2 separate regions of the Macaca mulatta genome follow, and region 1 is linked to region 2. A link is a contact called in public Hi-C data. All regions are on one chromosome and are shown on one strand. Each heading gives the region's core, a stretch centred on a gene start, on an enhancer-like site or on the middle of the called end of the contact. The rest is flanking DNA. Distances are from core to core; before and after follow the strand shown.

Region 1 (6,120 bases), core at 1,016-3,515, 260 kb before region 2:
TACTCTTCAGCTCTTCTCACTTCAACTTACCTAACAACTACAAAAGTCACTTAAAATAGGTAGTTCTAAATGCTCTTCCTGCCAACAGGAGAGGCCCTTTTTAAAAGGGTAAGATTAAGGATTCCTGGAGGGTCTTGCAGGAATACACCAAATGGGACGAAGATGGATTAGGGGTGGTGGGGGGTGGGGTGTTGTCTCCGGAATGAGTTGCTGAGCTCCAACTGTGCTGCAAATTTCCTGTTGATGTACTTCTACCTGGGACAATGACTACCAAAGACATGAACTGCCTGTCTTTGTAGAGAGACCTAGTTAAATGTCAAAAGAAGCACAGGGCACACTGGCTCACGCCTGTAATCCCAGCACTTTGGGAGGCCGAGGCAGGTGGATTACCTGAGGTCAGGAGCTTGAGAGCGCCCTGACCAACATGGTGAAACCCCATCTCTACTAAAAATACACAAATTAGCTGGGCCCGGTGGCAGGCACCTGTAATCCCAGCTACTCAGGAGGCTGAGGCAGGAGAAATGCTTGAACCCGGGAGGCACTGGTTGCAGTGAGCCGAGATCGCGCCATTGCGCTCCAGCCTGGGCACAGAGCAAGATTCCGTCTCAAAAAAAAAAAAAAAAAAAAAAAAAGGAGTAGCACAAAAAAATGTCAAACTTTGAACTGCTCTAGAATGACTAGTTACCATACAGTGGAAACTTTAAATGGTAATTCACTCATTCATGCCACAAGGACCTGATGCCAGGCACAAGGCTGGGACCTAGGAAAACACAGGTGAACAAACATTATGTCCCTGCCCTATTTCGTCTTACATTTTCCTGTGACACACAATACAAAAATGAATATACAAAATGGCAGATGCTGTAAAGAAATTATGAACTTTACAGTAAAACTGAAGAATCATCACCAAAACACATGCTGTGCTTTTTCTGTTCAAAGAAGTGACAAACCACTTTTTGTAGAAATGTGAATTACTAGTCATCATACTTTCCTAATTTAAAACAGCACAATTTCTTCAGCTGTAGGAGGCAGAATTATCTCCCAATCTTAGAAAAAAAAAAAAAAAAAAAAAACTAACTTTTTGAAAGGAGATATTCTGCACTGGTGTAAGAGCACCTCAGCACTTAGGCCAAGAGTGGTAACAACACTGGCCAAAAGATAAACAGTTTACACAGGTGGCAAGCCAGCTAAGGCAAAAATTAAAAACAAGAAAAAAGAGATGGACTTCTCAAGAAGTCATTTAATGTGTACTGCATACACACGTAATTTTCAAAAACAGAAAGGGAAGGCACAAAACGTTTTGGCAGATGACACTAAACCAACAGTTTTAACATTGCTGCATTCCAGATCATTCCAATAAACAATGGTTCAACATACTGAGAATCTAGAGACATTTCATCTCTACGCAGAACACTGGTTTGTGAAGTTTGGATGCTGGACCTAGGCCATGGAAAGACACAAGCAAATCCTAATGCTGAAACTCTAAATGCTTTCCCACTTAGAACTAAACAGGAAAGGGAAGTTTCCTCCCCCATGTAGGAAACTGAGCCGTAATTTACTGGTTTCAATTTATAGCTATCAAGTGTGTGTGTTGGAGGGGAGGGGAGATGAGAAGTTGGAGAGGTTTAAGAAAAAGACACCTGCATGAGGTTGAGCAGAAGTGGACATCCTGAAGACCTGATTTCTAAAAGCAGCAGGCCTGCTAGGAAAACTTAGTCTCTTTCATACTGACCGCAAAAGCGAATTTTGAGCCTCTAAGATGGATCGTGGTAGTCGCCTGTCTGCAGAAACACTAGGTTGAAGACTCGCAGCACCTAGTGTCACTTTTTCATGCTCACGCCCTCCCAGCGCCCAATCCGTGTTTATGGAATGAAGGGGAAAACCCAAAAGAATGAATGAACGAGAAAGGAGTCTAGTCAGGAGGATGGCCCTGGACGCCGAATAGGCGAAGGCAGGGACGATGCTCCCGGGGCCGGGAGGCGCTCGAGGACCCCCGGGCACAGTGGAGAACGCGGACCGCGATAGGGCCGGGGGCGTAGGGCCAGACAAAGGCAGCGCGGGCGGCCAGAGAGGGGTGCCGGGCAAGGGCGGGGGCCGCGGGCGCTCACCTCATCGCCCCACTTGAGAACGTCCTTGTGCCGGTCCTTGACGGCGTGGTAGATGTGCAGGAACTGGAGGATCCCGTGCCGCCGCACGTGGTCGGCATGGCGCTTGGTTTCCTCCCAGCTCAGCGGCGAGCCCTGGGACAGCAGCCCCATGGCCGCCCCCTTCTCCTCCTCCTCGGGGCTGACGGCGGCCGCCCGCTCCCGGCGCGAGACGGACACTCAGCAGCCCGCAGAAGGCAGCTGCCGCTCCACCCCGCGGGGGCGCCCTCGGGCCGCAGTCGGCGGAGGGAGGGTCCCGTCCGCTCCGGCTCCCCGGCGGCGGCCCCTGGCGCCCAGGTGACAGACCCTGGGTCCGACGCACCGCGCGGATGCGAAGGCAGAAGACTGAGGGCAGGCGGGACGGCTCTCGGCCCGGCGGCCTCGCCCTGGCCGGCTCCCCGCTGCTCCTTCTCCCGCTCCGAAGCGGCGGCGTCTGCGGACCCCACGGCCGCGCTGCCGCGGCTGCTCCCGCTTCTCTTTGCCGGTCTGGTGCACTGGCTTCTTCCTACTTGTGACCAAAACCTGCGCCGCCGCCGAGCATGCCCAGTCTTTGCGTCCGCTTGCTCGCCGCTCCTGGGCGCGATCCGTCGCTCCGGGTTTTATAGACTACGGGCGAAGGCGGGGACAGGAGGAGGTGCAGCGGCGGAGGCGTGGCCGGGGGGAGCCCGGTGGGAACTACGGAGACTGAGGAGGGGTGTGCAAGGGTGGTTGGGGCGGAGTCGAGGGAAGCAGCTCGCGGGAAGGGGGCCTGCGGTCTGCCTCGCTTTAAGCAAACGCGACATGTCAAAATTCATTTTTTTTTCCTAATCAAAAGAGACAAACTTGGGGTTGGGGAAGAAAGTTGATTGTTTGAATCAATGACTAACTCACCATATTATTTTTTAGTTGGTCAGGGCCTCACACTTAAATCAGTGAGAGCGGCAGAATGTGTTGAGAAAAGCATTAACATGGTAGTGAAGTGAAACAGTTCAACTCTAGGCTCCATCACTTACTGACTGTGAGACTTGGGACAAGTTCTTCCCATAGCTGCATACAATTATATTAATTCTATCTTTTATAGATGTCGTAATTATGTGCATAGTGTACATGTGTATAGTGTTGATGGCCAATAAATTGACCCGGTTATTAAGAGGAATCAATTTGTCAACATTTGTAAATCATCATTATTCCCTACTCCCTTGATTAACTGGTGACATATGTTCTCTGGATGACACAGACTACATTTATTGCAAAAAGTCTCGAGATAGACCATATGAGGAACCATCTCCAAAAGTTTACCATCTAAACCTAAAATTCATCCCTTAAGTGATCAAAATGACGTTCATGTGAGCCTACAGTGGGGATGAAGATAGTGGGAACACCTAGAGTTGGCCTTATCTTGGAGGGAAAGGAGAGGAAGGAGGTACCATGCCCCCAAATAATTGTTTAATAAATATGTGTTGACAGAGCAATGACCTGTCAGGGGAAAAGTGCAAGCAACTAGATCATACATGTACCTACTGAGAAAGTGTGTGTTTATCATACCATCTTCCCTCGCACTACAGAGTTAACATTTAGTAAGCACTTATTAATTGCTGAATGAGTGAGTACATGATAGCCAGATTCTCTTCTCCCACAGCCTTCATATTGGTTGTGCCCCTCACAGGACTTGGGGACATGAATATACAAGGTCTGGCTGGGATTTCCACAATGGGGTGTGTGTGTGTGTGTGTGTGTGTGTGTGTGTGTGTGGTAGGGATGTTTGAAGCTCAGGAGATGTTTCCATCCTCCTCACACAGCTGGGATAGAAATCAAACCACATTCTAATTTTTCCACAGCCTTTCCTCTAGGGCAGAGATGACTTATGCCTTTTGTACCTTTAATTCTAGAAAAGTGCTTGGTATAGAGTGTGTGCTTAATAAATGTTAGCTTCTCCGTGAAAAGCAGGTAGTGGGAGAGGGGGAGAAACAGTGTTTCACATGTAGGTAAGACATCCAAGGATCACTGGGTTATTCTCACCATCTCACCTCACATTTTCATAGACCTGCATTGTTCAACATGACAGCCATCAGCCACATTGGCCGATGCACATTTGAAATGTGGCTAACATGACCGAGAAACCAAATTTTCATTTTAATTTAATCAATTTAAATGTAAATTTAAAAACTGATACACCATTCAGTTACTGGAAAGCTTTTAAGTAAATCTGGAACAAGTTGGAAATGTGAATCCACTTTTTGACTGTAAATTTTATGAAATGTAATTACAGATCAAGTATTTCCAATGAAAACTTAGTGGCCCAGATGTGCTGTGAGTGTAAGTCACACATCAGATTCTAAGACTTAGTGGAATAAAAAGTTGTAAATAGCTCATGAAAAATTGTATATTGATTACATATAGTATTTCAGAAATTTTGAGTTAAATATGATGTAGTACGTTATTTAAATTAATTCACCACCCCCAGTCCCACTTTTATTTTTAGTTTTAAAGGAGGCTACTGAAAAATTTAAGATTACATATGTGGCTCTCATTCCACTTTATTCAAACAGTACTGATGTAGACCTTGATTTACTCTTCGCAAAGCACACTTTTCCCATACACCTGCTGCACACCATACACTTTTCCCATGCACCCGTTAGGAATCATGGACCTGGGCGGTTCAGTAACAGACTAAATTCTAGTCTAGCCAAAGCCCTATGCGACACTGAACCTAGTGAGAGTTTAACACTGTAATTGGAGTTATTCTGTCCTAGATCCCGGCTGACACTCACATAAGGGACCTCCCTCACCCTATCCCCCGCATTCTGAACCAGCTCTCCCAGCGGGGGTCCCAGTGCTTTGGATAATCCCAAAAAGGGCGCAGGCACTGTTGCACCACAAGGCACTATGCCCAATTTAAACTTTGATCTCTCAGTGCCTTCAGCCGTTTCTGTTACAAAGAAAAAACAAAAACCCCATCACGGATCAACTGAAGTCATATTTAACAAAAGTCACTCCCCTCTGACAATGCTTTGCCTGCATAGCTCCACTACTGCTCGATTTCATTCTGTAGACTGCACCCAGGGCTAGGTTTCGACATCTGGAAGTGAGTTTTCAGCAGACAGCTCCATCAGGGCTGTAACGATAGCTGAAGGGAAAGAAGGAGCTCATATCTTGCAGTATCAGCTCTTCCCTATACCATGACCAAAGGCCAATTCCCGGTAGTGTCTTCTGCGGAAAAACGCGAGACCCGCTCGCCAGGAACCCATCACTGCCCAGCGGCGCCCTGGTTAGGCAACCTAGCCTCGCCGCTCCGCGGACCAACACAGGCCCCGCCCCCAGAGCCGCCCGAAAAACCTGGACGGTGGAGATCCGCATCGGGGGATGCTGTGCGGTCTTGAGGCCAAGCTGAGCATGCTCGGAGAGCCGGCCTGTCGCCGGAGGAAGCGGTGTGGGCCGCGGGCGGTGCACGCCGCGCCGTTGTTGTGATACAGCCCCCGCCACGTGACTGCGCGGGCCCGCCTCCCCCGCGCGCGGCACCGCCTCTCCGTGACTCAGCATTCTGTGCGGGCTCCGAGCCGGAGGTCAATCCGGGGGAGGCTTCTCAGGGCAGAGTCTCAGTCCATCACTCCTGACCTCTGGGCTGCTGCTGCTGCTGGTATTGCAGCAGTCATTTCAGACACGATGGGTTTCGGGCTTCTAAGGACCAAAAAATACATCACTTTCCCTGTGGTCACGCCATTCCCAGTTTCCCCTGAGTCAGCGACTTCGCGAGATCAAATAAAGAAAACAGAGAGAGTGCCTAGGGGACTCTGAGGAAGGCACTTCTAGGTCATCTGCCCCTGCATTTACCGCTCTCTTTGGCTTGAGTATCCTTTCACCTTGGTGGTCTGTTGCGTGGGTACCAGTATATCGCACTCTATGCCAGGTACTTTGAGCTGGTATCCGTAAAACAGTACTAATTTTTGCCACATTTTATAAGTGAGGCAACTGAGATCCAGTAATACTAAGTAACAGG
Region 2 (6,736 bases), core at 1,496-3,995:
AGGCTTGACAAGGGCTGGAGAATTGGCTTCCAAGATAGCTCACTCACATGACTACTGCCAAGAATCATCAGTCCCTTGCTAGTTGTCCCTTGCTAGTTGCCAGCTGCAATTCTTTGGCACGTGGAGCTCTAGATTTGCTCAGCATGGCAGCTGGTTTCCCCAAAGTGAGTGTGATTCGAGAGAGAAAAGATTGGTTACACAGACCAACCAGGAAATGGTGGATGTTGCCCCCAACTTCCTGGAGGCTGGCGAATAAAGTGCATAATGAATATTTATTGATTAAAGTAATATGTGTCTGATACTCTACTAAGCATCTCATATCTTTCATTTCATTTAATCCAGATAACAATCCCATGAACCATTATCCTCATTTGAGATATGGTAAAACTGAGGCTTATAAAAGTTAAGTCAACTGTCAATTTCTACAAAGCTAGTGGCATAATAAGAGTTCAAACACAGATCTCTTTAGCTCAAAGGCTGTGAAAACATGCTTCACAGTATAAATGAATAAAAGAATTACATTATTCTAAGAATAAATTGATTTAGGTGGTCTTTTTAAACTTTGTTTAAATTGAGTCAAACTCATTTGTATGTGGTGGAAGAAACTAGATGTTATATCAGGTGGGAAACCCTAAAATTCTTCAGGTGAATAAAAAGTTAATTGCTTCCCTATTCTGTAGTTGACAAGGTGTTGTTTCATTTTTTCTCTCTTACTATGCTGTTTCAAATTCTTGGCAGATCCTTGGAAACAAGGAAAGTCAAGAATTCGCCTACTGACTACCCACAGAATTAAATCAACAAAAACTGTTGATCATTGACTGTGCATATGGCATTGTGGCAGATTCCCCGATCTACAAAGCAAGTGAGACAGTATCTGTTGTTCAAGAGGTCACAATCTCTTTCGAATTAAGCTGATACAAAAATAACACAGAGAAACTGAAGCATCATGGAGAGGCACACAAGGAATGCTTATTGAAGTTTGAATTTTTAAAAGACTGGACACGTCTTTAAAATACATTTGGTGTTTGTTAAAATAATCTAGTGTGATAATCTCTGGAAATCAACATTAGATTAAATGGAGGGAGCCAGCCTTCTTTAATTTTTTTTTTTAAGCGGTTGGAAAACTTGAAGACGGGGACTTACCAACCTTCCCACATGTCTCTGTCAGGAACCAGTTTTCTAGGAAGGGTGGCAGAAATGAGCTTCATATGTGTTTCTGGAATGCAAGAATGTAGAAAGTGGGGTGGAGGTTCAAAGTCCAGGTAGCCCTCTGTGAGAATGCAGGAATCAAATCAGGACAAACAAAAGAGAGGGAGAAGTGGGTAGGGCAACGGAGTTTAGGCATTGACTGGAATGAGAGTTAAGGTGATAAGGCTGGGGTAGAAATGAAAGTCAGACCCCTCCTTACGGACTGGGAAGAAAGGAGCCCTCCTAGCAGAGTTGAAAAGACCAAGTGTCCTCTTCTCCATTTCACCGGGGAAACCCTCCTGTGCCCAGTTTTAAGATACGGGAGAGTCTATGGAGCCAATGGAGAGTCTAATGCAAAAACTAGTTTCCGACTAAACTTTGTCTTGGCCACTGAGCATGCTCAGCTTTGTCTTCTATAGAAAAGTGAACTCCGTGGCTCCAGATTTTAGCTATAGCAGCTGGAGGGCGGGAGTGAGGGTGGGAGAGCCAGCGTGGCAGCGTGGCAGAGGCCACAGGTGGAACCTGGAGTTTGAGTATGCTTGAAAGGGAAAGTGTGGAACGAAGGGGCGGCCGGGTGGGGAGTCAGAGGAGCCCCCAAGGAAATGATTCATCATTGTTACTGACCTTGACTTGAGCAACCCTTCATGAAAGGAGAAAATCTTGTTATTCGGAGATGGGGATTGTGTTGCAAACAGTTACAGGTGAAGAGGGGCAGTTCAGGATTCCGGCCGTGGTCCGCTGGAATGAGTCGGGGCGAGGGAATGGTCGTTATAACCCAATAGTGAGCCTCCCGGTTCATCCGGGCTGGACGGGACCCGGGTTGCAGCAGAAAAGCAGGAGCTGTATGCAGGATGCTCACCTGGCAGCCTCGACCTGCCCCTCTTCCCTTGCTCCTCCCTCCGCACCAACTCCAGCTAGTTGTCAGGGGCCAACATCTGGGCCGGGCTGGAACTGGCTCAGAAACTCGCTTTTGCCTGCTTATTTCTGCAGCTGGGCTCCTGGCCAGGTGCAACCACATCTATGAGACTCTCGCAGACTCTCAGACTCCTATGCCTTTGGTGGTACAGGGAGGAGGATTTACTGTCACTCACTGCATAAACCATGATCACCGGAGATGTGCTCCCAAGTTACAAAGCCTGCAGGCGGTGCCCGAGGACCAGAGGGCAGGGCAGGGGCCGGGCGCGGCCCGCTCACACTTCTGGAGCAGCCGTGAGCAGCGGGCACACGGGCAGCCACGAAAGCAGCAGCGAGGGCGGTGCAAACACCTCAAAACTACACCGAATCTCGTAGCGCCTGGCGCTCCAGGCGCGCAAGGTACGCTTTCGGGGCGGTCCTGTCTGACCCCGGAAGAGAAAGTTGTTTTGGGGAAGGGGAGCAAGGAGAGGAGTGCGAGTTAAATAAAACTAAATATCAAAGTTGTTCTGCTCTGCTCAGGCCGCCTCTGCTCCGCCTTATCTTTGCCCCAAGTCCTTTCACAGTCTGCCTTCCTCAAAGGGCCCGACGCGCCCCCGTCCTAGCCGGAGTAAGCGGACCTGCAGCAGCCGGCCCGCAGGTCTGTGGACCCTCTCCGATCCAGGTCGCCGGGAAAACCCGGAGCGGAGCATCCCTCGGGCCGGGAAACGCCCTCGGCGCGCACCCACTGGTGCGCATGCTCAGTCCGCGCAGCTGCCGCGAGTAGGAAGCTCCGCGCGGCGGCGGGGGCGGCGACTGGAGGGTGGGAGGGGAGGCACCGGCTGGCGGGCGGGGGTGCAGGGACGGGGCAGGGGCTCCCGCCCGAGGTTCCTTGAAGCGCTTCCGACCGCGAAGCCGGGCGCGAGAAGCGAGCGAGCCCGAGAGCCAACAACGAGCGCGGAGAGGGCAGCGGGCTGAGCGGAGCCGCCGGGCAGAGCGGGCTCAGAGCCCGGGTCTCCGCCGCTCGGGACCCGGCTCGGCGGCGGCGGGGGCGGCGATGTTCCACTGCATCCCCCTGTGGCGGTGCAACCGTCATGTGGAGAGCATCGACAAGCGCCACTGCTCGCTGGTCTATGTCCCCGAGGAGATCTACCGCTATGCCCGGAGTCTGGAGGAGCTGCTGCTGGACGCCAACCAGCTCCGCGAGCTGCCCGAGGTAAGGGTCCGGCCTCACCTGCGCGCTCTGCTCTCGCCTGTTGTCCCTTCCGCTCTCTCGTCCCCTCTTCCACCTCCGGGTCCGGCGTGAAGGAACCGTCCCTCTTTTATGCATTCACCTGCTTCTTTCTCCCCGTGTCTCTTTACTTCCATCCTTTCCCAGTAAAAGTTCCTTTTCATTTTATTCAAAGTGACCGAATATTTTCCGCGTAGTCACTGGGGCTCGTGCTATTGGAGAAACGTTCTGGACTGTTAAGTAACTTAGATCCATGTCTAGGTACTGACACCTGGCACTTGTGCCCGGGCAGGTGAGAAGCCGGGTGATTCAGGCTGTTTCCATTTGGAAGCTACAGAGCACAGCCTCCCGCCCCCCTCCACTCCCCGCGGTCGTTCCCCCACTAAGGGCCGGGCGCGCCTCTCCTTTGGTCGAGGCTTGTCCCAGAGGACCTTGTGACCTGGGCAGCGCTCAAGCGGGCCGCACTATCTCGGCATCTTGGGAGGAATGTGCTCCGTGCTTTATCGCGGGTGGGCTTGGCCGGCTGGCCTGCAGTGGCTACGGGGGTGGACGCAGGATGGGGGTAGGGGAGAGCTGGGCCTGGAGCGCTGGGGGCAGGTGCCCAGATGCCGGCCGCCCGGGCCCTGCCTGCGTGGACCTGTTGCGTGGTGGGAGCTGCGGTGAACGTCAGCAGAGGCTCTGCCCGCGGGCCAGCCTTGCAGCCTCCTTTCCCGGAGTGGCCGCAGTCGTCCTGCCGACTTTCTGTAGTTGCAGTGATGCGTTATCTCTTCAAAGTTGTTTATGTAAATTGATCACTCCACTGCCGCCGAACTTGTCAAGTGACATGTGCTGATGGTGCTTTGACCGAGAGTAGGGGGACAGCGAACTTCCTTCGAGCTTGTCTCGGAAACTTAGCTAGAGTAACCCTTCAGGGGGAAGGTGTCTCAAACCCAGGTGTGTGCAGGAAGTCAGTGTGCAATAATCCAAAGGTGTGCAGGAAGTAGGGAGACTGCTGGGAGTCGGAGATCGGACCTGTGTAAGGGCTGAGCGTTGGAACGCAAACATCTTGCTTGTCCTTTAGTTAACACAAGCCAAATCATTGTCACAGAAACACTAGTCAAGTGTTCTGGCTTGTTAGAATGACCTGATACGTTCTCCAGCGCTGATGGAGCATTTAAACAATCAGAACTGTGTGTTTTTCTCAATATTTTAAGTGGTGGTGTTCTTCTTGGATTAACTTTCCTGGGTTCCTGTGGAATGGATTGGGTGTTTACTCTGTGTAATCATAGAGATTATCCTCACTAGGACCTTTGCAAAGCCCCCCAGGCTTTATTTAGCTTAGAAGCAGCAAAGCCATCAGGTTCCCTCAGGCTTTTATTATTCTGCAGGCATTTTCAAACACGTGATTTTTTTCTGGCCTTTCACATCATTAAAGATTTCACTTACCAGTCGTCAGCTCACTCACTGCTTTAAGTTGTGTAGTTTTAGGCAGTGATATCACCAGGAATATAGAATATGTAATTTAATACTTTTCAGGGGCTTCAGAATGACATTATTAAAGATGGAGTGAAAAGTTATTCACTAGAAATGATTCATTACTCTTTGTGGTATTTGTTTGTTTGTTTTCTTTTGTAGAACTGGAAGATTTCCTTTGACTGGATTGGCTTTTCACTCCCTTCTGCAGGGTTTGTGGGTTTTCCTGTAATGTTGGGGAATTCAGCTTGGCATGGGAAATTACATAATTTCCCATGCCAAGCCAAAATGTCAGGTTTTTCTGTGATCCTAAATGGAAACTTGTCAGAAGCTCAAAATATAGTCTGATGGCACTCTGTAAATACGGTAAATAAACAAGCTTTTCAAAGGTTAGAGGTGAGCTTGCTAATGGATTATTATTGCTCTAACAGCTCTTAAATTAGTATTAAAGTTTTTAGGTTGTGTGAATTCTGCTTCTCCCTGACTTACTGTGTGTTTTGGTGCCTGGGTGTGTGCATGCCAAGCATGAGAACCACCTTGAAAACATAGATATCTGTTCCATCCCTTCCATTTTTTCCTTGGGCTATCTGTTGTCTCACCTCTGAGATCTGTATAACTTATTACCACTGCTCTCTGCTGCTCCTGCTCCAAACCCCTATCTCCTTACCTGCCACATCACAAGCAGGTCTCTTGTTGACAAGCCTCAAAGGTCCTTATTTTGGTGGCCATACCAGCTGTATGTTCTCCTCTCTATAATTTGTTTGGAAGCACAGCTTAAGGGGAAGCCCGTACCCCTTACCAGGGCAGCAAAGATATGCAGTCTCTCCAGGCTTCAGTGGTATAACAGCCACCTTCTTTCCACTGAAAGGCCTGCAACCTCTGGTTTGTGCCAGTATCTTCATTTTACAAATTCAGATTCAGGATTGAGGTGACTTTCTCAGGGTTATCCAGTGAGTTAGATGCAGTTGCTGGTGGGTGCTGTTCATCCAGATGTCAGCCAAATACAATTACTTTGGACACCTAGCAGTAATCTTCTATCCCGCTTCTCACACCCATCAAACCTTTATTTAGTCTCTCCTATTTTACTCATGTCGTTATAACTTGGCCTTAGCCGAGCATTTATTGAGATTCCATTTTTGCAAGTTATTGGGAATATAGAGATTAAAGGAGGCATGATTCACAGCTTTGTGAGGAGGCAGATTATTTTAATCCAGATGTGGTTAGTGTGGGGTGGAAAGGGCACCACAGTTAAACTGCTCCTAAGCTATGGACTTGATGGTTACTTCGCTAATGTTTTAAGCCTTTGCATCAGATCCCTCATCTTCAGTTTGGTTCCAGTTGGGTGATAGTCTCACTATTCTTTATGCATCCACCGACTCCTCACCCACTACCCCCAGTTTGATCCCTTATGGCTCTGTGCTAACAAAGACAGTCTAGTTGTAACCTTCTTGAGATGTCTGTGTTTTTGCTTACCTATGTTTATTATTTGTTTGTTTGTTTATTTATTTTTGAGACGGAGTCTCACTCTTGTCGCCTGGGCTGGAGCGCAGTGGCGCGATCTCCACTCACCGCAAGCTCTGCCTTCCGGGTTCATGCCATTCTCCTACCTCAGCCTCCCAAGTAGCTGGGACTACAGGTGCCCGCCACCACACCTGGCTAATTTTTTAGTATTTTTAGTAGAGACAGGGTTTCACCGTGTTAGCCAGGATGGTCTCGATCTCCTGACCTCGTGATCTGCCCACCTCGGCCTCCCAAAGTGCTGGGATTACAGGCGTGAGCCACCGCGCCCGACCTTACCTTTGTTGAGCAGAGAATCTCACCCTGTGGCACCCGATAGGTCTTGCTCAATAAACAGTTATTTATCTGTTGAATGAATGTTGCCGAATCTTACAAAAATGTTCCTCCCTCTGCTTCTTTCTCTTCCCTTAAGCATATCACTGCTCTAACATCAATCCTTTTCTAATATAGTCAGAA

What was found. Hi-C and Micro-C count contacts between places; a contact is called where the count stands out from the background.
Region 1: a contact with region 2 is called in a Hi-C map of fetal cortex germinal zone, with 3 times the contacts expected there. The contact joins the promoter of GCLC here to the promoter of LOC114677585 in region 2. A contact is called at or near these places in 3 of 14 Hi-C or Micro-C datasets (fetal cortex germinal zone, fetal cortical plate and liver).

Annotation. Positions count from the first base shown.
Region 1 is chr4:128,817,213-128,823,332 of T2T-MMU8v2.0, reverse strand. GCLC (glutamate-cysteine ligase catalytic subunit) reads right to left here and starts at 2,265. Exons shown (of 16, transcript NM_001261107.1): 1 at 2,109-2,265. The coding sequence starts at 2,258.
Region 2 is chr4:128,552,657-128,559,392 of T2T-MMU8v2.0, reverse strand. It overlaps LOC114677585, which reads right to left and starts at 2,745. Exons shown (of 3, transcript XR_013416327.1): 1 at 1,813-2,745; 2 at 1,148-1,216. LRRC1 (leucine rich repeat containing 1) reads left to right here and starts at 2,936. Exons shown (of 14, transcript NM_001266506.1): 1 at 2,936-3,295. The coding sequence starts at 3,137.